2 separate regions of the Mus musculus genome follow, and region 1 is linked to region 2. The links are chromatin contacts, called in public HiChIP or PLAC-seq maps. All regions are on one chromosome and are shown on one strand. Each heading gives the region's core, a stretch centred on a gene start, on an enhancer-like site or on the middle of the called end of the contact. The rest is flanking DNA. Distances are from core to core; before and after follow the strand shown. Region 1 overlaps Efna5 (ephrin A5). Region 2 has its middle 100 kb from the start of Gm25800.

The links. HiChIP or PLAC-seq counts read pairs in DNA pulled down with a chosen protein or histone mark.
Region 1: an HNF4G HiChIP or PLAC-seq map of pancreatic cancer cells shows a contact between it and region 2. The contact joins two enhancer-like sites. A contact is called at or near these places in 1 of 15 datasets of contacts at CTCF or cohesin (the NIH/3T3 cell line), 2 of 484 Hi-C or Micro-C datasets (epidermal suprabasal cells and pancreatic cancer cells) and 1 of 115 datasets of contacts at active chromatin or transcription factors (pancreatic cancer cells).

Annotation. Positions count from the first base shown.
Region 1 is chr17:62,684,738-62,689,103 of GRCm38.p6, reverse strand. The region is part of intron 1 of Efna5 (ephrin A5); the gene reads left to right. Among named protein-coding and RNA genes, the nearest start is that of Gm52303, 91 kb to the left of the region's middle. Within about 2 kb of position 1,488, at least 90 of the 459 cell types and tissues checked have an H3K27ac peak or open chromatin away from gene starts, as enhancers often do. A contact at or near this core is called in pancreatic cancer cells, where this site is marked.
Region 2 is chr17:62,555,828-62,559,687 of GRCm38.p6, reverse strand. No RefSeq gene overlaps it. Among named protein-coding and RNA genes, the nearest start is that of Gm25800, 100 kb to the right of the region's middle. Within about 2 kb of position 2,222, at least 14 of the 459 cell types and tissues checked have an H3K27ac peak or open chromatin away from gene starts, as enhancers often do. A contact at or near this core is called in pancreatic cancer cells, where this site is marked.

The DNA of each region.
Region 1 (4,366 bases), core at 239-2,738, 130 kb before region 2:
CTCTGGCTTCTCTTGCTTCTGCCTGGGAAAGATACCATGTGAAGTCGCCTTGCCCTGCATCTGGACTTTGCTGTCGAAACACTCAGCCTTGCCTCTTCCTACACTTCCTACAGAATCTGACTGGATCTTACATTTGGCTTGTGGCTCACGGAGGTACATGGGTGAATAAAGCTGTCCAAGATGTCTGTCTGTGATTGTCAGGGTTGTCCTTGCTTGCATGTACCACTTGTGTCGGAGTTTACCTAACTGACTTATTTCAAATAGATACTAATAATGTTTACCTAGTATTTCTTTCATAGAAACCTAGAATCCTTTATTATTATTACACACACACACATACATGCTGTCAGCTGGAAACATAGAGGAGTCTGATTTTTTTTTTTCTTCCTTCCGCCATGTGAGTCCTAAGAATCAAGTTCAGGCTGTCAGCCTTGGTAGTAAACACATTTACTCCCAGAGCCATCTTGTAATCCTTGGGTCCCCTGGAACTGGAGTTATAGATATTTGTAAGTTGCCATGTGTGATATATATATGAAACAGAACCTGGGTGCTCTGGAAGAGCCCTTAACCACTGAGCCCTCTCTCCAGCCTTATTCATGAAGGTTTTTAAGCCTTCTCAGTATGTTATTTTGCCATGAATAAAATCCTGCCAAAATAACCCATCAGGTCTCTGATTTTGGTGCTTCCTGTCTCTATCGGTCAATGTTAGAGAGGTGTCGGAGACCTATCGGCACCATGCTGAGGCCACTGGAAAGAGGACCCAAGGGGACTCATATCATGGTGGTGATTCGTTGTTCATGAACGTTGTGTTTATGTAGAGCCTATAGTTCTAAAGGGATAGGGCATCCTCCTCCCACATCCTGCTTTAGGGACAAGGTTTGGTAGGTGCCGAGAAAGCCCTCTCCACTGGTGGGACTCTCTCAAATTTGACCATTATAATCATTCCTTTAGATTTATATTTCGATTTTGTTCAGTAATTACCTATTTAAATGTAAATTACTCTGTAACCTTTTAGTGGTCTCCCAAAGATTGCTTTTCCTTCTGAGGGGGGACTAAAGTTCCACCAAAGAACACAGACTAGAAATACTTACGGAACATTACACTCCCCTCCGTGAGCTTAAAGAGACAGTGTCTTAGCCTAGGATAGCCCCTCTTCTATCCTTTTCTTCATACATTTTCTACAACACTGACATCAAATCTTAACAGAGAAGACTCTCTGTTGCTTACCAAACTCACCACGCTAGCACACCCTTGGCTCTTTGTAAGCCAACTGATCTCTTCCAGAGAGCAAGGGATTTGTGCAAGGACAGAAAAGCAAGCAAGCATCAGAGACTACGGCAGGAAACAGGAAAGCAATCCTAAGTTTCTGTAAGATGATTGCACAAGAATACTCCTTATGCAACAGAGCTGGGAGAGGTACACATTCCATCTCCTCAAATTTGGCCCAGTGACACCTGCCTTGTTCCCGTACAAGTGAGTCATTCAAACAGGCAGACAGGAAGCTGGTTGAGGTGTGGACGCTGAAAATGGAATTTGAAAGAGAAAGTAGTTCTATCTCCCCCAGCCCAGTCTCCAGTTCTTGTTGAGCTGTCTCTCTCCCGACCTAGCTGGCTGCTGAGAATATGTAGGCGGGGAGGATAAAGTATTATCTCTCTACAAAGCATGGAACTGACTCAGCGTTTAATACCTGCACCTTTGACACAGATTACAGCTTAGCACAATTTATGACCTTCCATTGTTTCTAGATCCACAGCGAGGCTTAGAGTGCATGCAGCATTCATTGTCGGGCCAGAAATAATAAACTCTTCATTCCTCCCCCTCTCCTTTTGTTGTTGTTGTTGTTTGCTTGTTGGCTGGTTTGCTTTCATTTGCAGAGACTGCACTTCCCTGACTGTCCTGGAACTTGCTCTGTAGACCAGGCTGACCTCGAAATCAAAAATCCTCCTGCCTCTACCTCCAGAGTGCTGAGATTAAAAACCTATGCCACCACTACCTGGCTTTTTTTTTTTTTCCTTCAATTTTTAAAATTTTAAGATATAGTTATATTGTTGCCGCTTTCTCTTTCTCCCTCTAACCTTTCCCATGCTCCATGCCATTGCTCCTCTATACCTCTCTCTCCTTCTCTCCCCTTCTCCCCTCTTCCACCGAGTGTACACACACACACACACACACACACATACACACACACACACATTTTGTTTGCAATACTGAACTCAGACCTACCACATGCCAGGGGATCACTCTGCCACTGAGCATTCCTAGCTACCATTTTTATTTATTGATTTTGCCATATATATATATATATATACATATATATAGTGTGTGTGCGTGCGTGTGTGTATGTGTTTGCATGTGTATGTGTGTATATGTATAACACACACATATACATACACACACACATTACACTTAGGCACACAACTGTGAGGAGTACGTGTGTGTGTGTATGTGTGTGTGTCTGCTTGTGCTATATAGATACAACTTACTGAGCTGAGACCATTAGTGTTACTTATATGTATATGATTTCAGGACTGACCACTTGGTGTTGGATAACCGATTGGGGATCTCTTCTGGGGGGAAGACTCTCTTCTGTTCCCAGCATTCCTTAGTTGCCTGTAATTGTTTCTCTAGGGGTGGGGTCCCACGACAAGTGTTATCATACCCAATAGGTGTGTTAGCATACCTATTGGTATCACTGTTGTAGCAGCCATACAGGTGAGAATATCATTCCTTTTCATTTAAGATGTTCAGTTCTGTCTTAATAGATTGTGTGTATCGTTTTTGTTACCTTTTCTTGATGTTCCCACCTTTCCTGTGTATGTGTGTGTGTGTGTGTGTGATATGCGCTCATACATGTGTGTCTGTTTGCATATGTGAGTACCCATGCACGTGTGCTTGCTTTCGAAGGTTAGAGGTTAACAGTGGGTGTCTCTCTCCAGGTTCTTCGGATGAACGGGCTCTCACTGTAGCCAGAGTGCTAATCCAGCCAGCCAGTTTGCCCTGGACATCTCCTGTCTCTGCTCTTGTATCATAGGCAGGATGTCATGTCTGCTGTCTTCCTTGTGGGTTCTGGACTTCAGTAGAAGATGCTGTATCCTTGAGGCTTCACCCATGCCCCTGACTGTTTTGTTTTGAAGCAGCTAAGCAGCTATCCAAGACTCAGTTGTTCCTATGAATTTTCTTCTAATGTATTACGTGTAAGCTGTGACAGAACAGGATATAGGGGACAAGAGGAAATGACATCCGCTGGTCCTCTCAGGCGACCTTCAGCCATTTTCTTAAGAGGCTTCAATGTTGGTGGTGTTAGCTCTCTCTGAGTACCCAAGGAACGATGGCCTCAGGAGAGACTTAGAAAGAAGTGGAGGTGAAATCTGGGTAGTGAAAATCATAATTTGGGTCATATTTCGAAACTACAAAGCTCTGTCTGCCATCTCTGTTGGTGACCATTGGCCTAAGGAAAAGCAGTGGTTTGGAAACTTCCTCTGAATTGTTTTGCTTCAGGAAAAAAAAAAAAAAAGAACCTCGCATAGAATGGAAAGTTTGGGTCACAGGTGTAAACCCTTAGGCTCTTTTTCCTCAGTGAGTTCAGTGCTGGTCTCAAGGACAAAGAAAGAGAACGGAAAGGCACTTCACATTAAAACCAGAGTTGGGATGGCTGGGAATGCAGCCCCTGCTGGGAGTCAGCAGGGAGAGCCAAGGCAGAAGTCCTCCTCCCGCCATTTGGGACTCGCCTGCCAGGTTCTCTGTGGTAAGGAAGCTGCTTAGGGACTGGTAGTTAGTTTGAGCCTGTGGTCAGCTCTCCTCTTGCCTGAAATCTGCTTTGTAACACTTTGCGCTGTGAGTTTATGCAAACTGTCGCTACAGTGAGGGACTGAGTTCTTGGAGTGCATTGTGGGAAGCCACCAGTGGCAGGAAACGAACCATCCGCCACCTCCAATGAGAGGTGCAGCTATGGCGCTGTGTGAGCCCTCTGTGATGCCTTCCTTCTCTGCGAGAGGAAGAGTCAGATTTATCCTCTGAGTCAAAACAGACAAGTGTTGGGAGGCTGAGCCGCCAACCACCAAGGCTTGCTTGCCCAAAGTACATTCTTGCTCTTTCTAGTTTGTTCTGGTCTAGGGGCAACATGGTCCCTGATGCCACATCGGAAGATGTAGTGGGGGACTCCCAGTTGTGAGAGGGGAATAAACACATATTCTTGAAGTGGATCTCCAAACTTTCTTCAAAGCTCTCAAGCTGCAGGGGCTGAAGTCAAACCAGCCAGGGGTTCAGAGGAGATTAAGGCATGAGTAGGCCTAACTTAACTTTCTTGCCATTTTTAAAAATCCTCCATCATGTTCCCATTATCTTTCTCTGTAGTCATTGCTTCTTG
Region 2 (3,860 bases), core at 973-3,472:
GTTTTGTATCACTTATATGACACTGAAAGCAACCACACCCATGAATTGGGTACAAAAGGACGATGATTTTAGCAGTGCATTCTGGAACCTTAGGACTTTCTTCAGATAGTTGAAGAAACTTCAAAGGGGGCAATGATTATTTTCCCTCAAAAGGTTTGGTTTTTATCAAAGAGCTAAAACATCTGCATTCTTTATCACAAATTTTAAAAAAAGCTTACAGAACATAGAACATATCAGAATTTGTTATTGTATCACAAGTTCTGGGTTGGGCTCTCTGCTAGTGCCCAGCTGAGAGGATGCTCATGGACTGGTTTCAGCACTGATGTATCTATCCGCTGAGTCCAAAAAGCTGTGCACAGAAAGCAGGGCATGCTTAGGCTGAAGTCCCCACTGCCATAGGTCACCCTGTGCAACGTGCATATGGGGACCTGCTCATTTTATTATTTTGGTTTTTTTTTGGTTTTTTTTGTTTGTTTTTTTGTTTTTTGTTGTTTTTTGAGACAGGGTTTCTCTGTGTAGCCCTGGCTGTCCTGGAACTCGCTTTGTAGACCAGGCTGGCCTCGAACTCAGAAATCCGACTGTCTCTGCCTCCCAAGTGCTGGGATTAAAGCTGTGCACCACCACCGCTTGGCTTAAGTAGGTTTGTTTTTAAGACAGGGTCTTGGTATGTAGCCCCTGAAATTTGTAGTGCAGAACAAAATAGTTTTGAACTTGCAGGAGGCTGGCTCTCTTCCTTTCCTGGTGCTGGGATTACAAGTATGCACTCTCTTCCCCATAAGTATGATGTATGGTTGTGGTGTCTGTCTTATGTTTTTCCTTGTCTGTCCACAGCTGTATGACTTTTTCAACTTTCCACATTTGTTCTTATTAGCAGCAAATAATAATAATAATAAAGTTTTGAGATTTCCGACCTTGTGCTAATGAACATTTCTAGGCGTCTCATATAATTTACCGAGCACATTATCACATCTTTGTATTTATTTCTGTAGTGTCTATAAAAGGCCAGTGAAACCAAGAAGAAACTGTTGCCTGCTAAGGTAGTTTGTGGTGTTGGAGACACAGGTCAGTTGGTAGAGGGCTTGCCAGCACATACTAAGGTCTGTCTTCGAACATATTAAAAAGCCTAGAGTGGTGATACACTCTTGCACACTTGAAATTCCAACACTTGGAAGGTGGAGACAGAAACATCAGGAACTCAAGGTTCCCCGCAGCAGCTATGTAGTGAGTTGGAGGCTAGCCTGGGCTACAAGAACCTTATCTGGAAAAGGAAGTTCTTATTTTAAGATATTTATTATGTAGTAAGGGAAAAAGCCAACTTCCTCCCAAATTGTCTCATACCCTGACTGTAAGCTTCAATCTGCTTCCCTATCTTTTTTTGCTAACGTGGTATCTGTATAAGAGTTTTGCCTGATTATTTTTGAATGGCCAGATTTTAAAGCACTGTGAAACATGGAGTAGGTACTCAGGGTTTCTTCATTCTTTTTGACAATGCAGGCAGAGAAAGCAGCACAAAGCTTAATTCTCAGTGGTCTTAGCTAGATGAGTCTATAAATTGAAAGTAATATAGGTCAGTCTTGCTGAAGGTGGAAGCTGGTGGTTAGCTTGTGTTTCTAAAGTATTATTATTTAGCATGTGGCTTCCTTCAGATCTTTAAAAAAATCTGATTTTCAAGAGTTCAAGAGTTCACTTGTCTCCCTTAGACCTCTAAGGTTTTTCAGGTTCTCTAATTTGTGCGATGGCACTGCATTGTCAATTGGTGATTCTGATGTCAGTTGCATCTCCATTTTATTTGCGCTTGTTCTAAACTGTCCACTCACTCTCTTGGGCGTCCCGAGAGCTTATGGCAGTGGACAAACTCACTGTGTTTTGCATGGGTGTGTAGGATCATTAACATTGGCCCATTTTCAGTAGATGCCATGGTTAACTTAAGTTTTATTTATTCAGTGACTGGCCTGTTAATTAGTTTCTTTGCACTATCTGGAATTTGGGTGTGGATGGAGTTAAAAGAAAAAAACAAGGCAAAACCCCCTGAGATGGCAAAATAGTGAAGCAGAAACTACATTTACACCTTAAACCTATCTAGTTACTATCCAGGCTGTGATCTGTTCAGAACCTCTCTAAAGCTACCTCATAAACACAAGGACTCCTGTCTTTTAAGACCCTCTTTGATTGGATGGTCAGCTTCCTTTGTCACAGGGATTAGCTCATTGCTTCCTTCTGTGTTCCCGAGGTGCCACGCCCCACCCTAACAGGGAGCCTTTGTGTCTCCAGGCCAAAGTCTTACTGTTGTGCTCAAGTGCTGGATCATTACCAAGGGCGAAACTCTGAAAACTTTATGGGAATGCTGATGCTGGAAAAGCTCCAAATGGAAGAATGCAATAGGAATATTGTCTGAGCGTAATAAGGATGCGGTCTGAAATATCAAGGAGCTATTTGGTTTCATAATCACAGCTGTCGGGTTTTCCTAATTTACCTACTTGAGCCAAATGTCCACTCTGATGAGTGATCCTGTTCGAATTGGGAGAAGGCCCTGGGTATAGTGATCTCTAAGAATACATTAAGTTCCTTGCGGGTCAGATAAAGGCCTATGGTGCATTCTCTTCTTGTAAACGTTTTTGTTAACATCCTGACCCTCAGTATCTGTAGATTTGACCTTATGTATGATTAGGATGTATTAAAAAAAAATGTGTTGAGTTAAGATGCTGCCTCTAAATGTTTATCTGATACAAAGTTGTCAGCTCCAGAAATCATGGGCAAGAAAAACAGACTCGGCAGGCTGGGTTTGTATATTTACACGTGTATATAATATATGCATGTATATGTAACAATTTGGCATCAATTTGAGCTGGAGAGTGGGGAGACGTGGAGAGGAGAAAGACAGGGAACACTGGGGGAGTTGGAAGGAGAAACGGGAAGAGGAGTGGAATAATTATCTTTTAATTACAGATATATGTTTCTAAAAGTCGGGATTATGCCAGACTTGATTGGGATGATCCTTAATCCAAGTCGTGATAAAAAGATAGACAAAGAAACAGATACATAGCAGAGGAATCACTGGCCTTGTTTGTCTGAAAGCCAATAACCACCCATGGTCCCTGGTATCACTGATGTGGAAATCATGGAAGCAATTAGTTCTCTCCAGTACTCTCGGGACACCATCCACGCACCGGCTTCTCCACTTGGGGCTTTCAGACACCTGGTTGGGGGAAGATCGATTTCTGTTGTTCTATCCACCAACCTCAGAGTAATTAGTTATTACAGTCCTAAGATTGCTATGTGAGGATGAAAATGGAGGTGATGTGACCCTGACCTTCTTAGCCATTATATTTCCATCTCTTGCCGACACCCCACCCCCAGACTGTTGCATTTCACAGATAACATACCTTTTAATGTTTTATGTTTTCTTCCTTTATTATCTGGCAGAGAGGAACAATACGGGCTCCCTCGAGTCTTAAGTTAGCTGAACTACCTGGCACCTTTCCCTTGGCCTGTCTTGAAATATCTGACTCCTGAGAAGGGCTCACCCTTGGCCTTCCATCTTCAGGTGGACCCATCCCTTCCTCTTCCTTCTCCCACCGTCTCTATGAGAATTGACTTGACTAGTACTATATCCCCTGGATTCATGATATCTGCCAGCAAACATGACATTTGATCTGCCAGGTAAATAAATATTAGGTCACTGTGTAAAGAAAGGACCATTGCTGAGTTAAGATATACGGTCATGTAAGCAGTGCATCTGTTTCTCATGGTGTCTTATCCTCAGGCACAACTTCAGAATAGAACAAATATAAAGTGGAAGATTCCTGGTGGGAAGGACAGATAGGCAAACACAACTGTCCTATCCTTGGGTACCATCACAT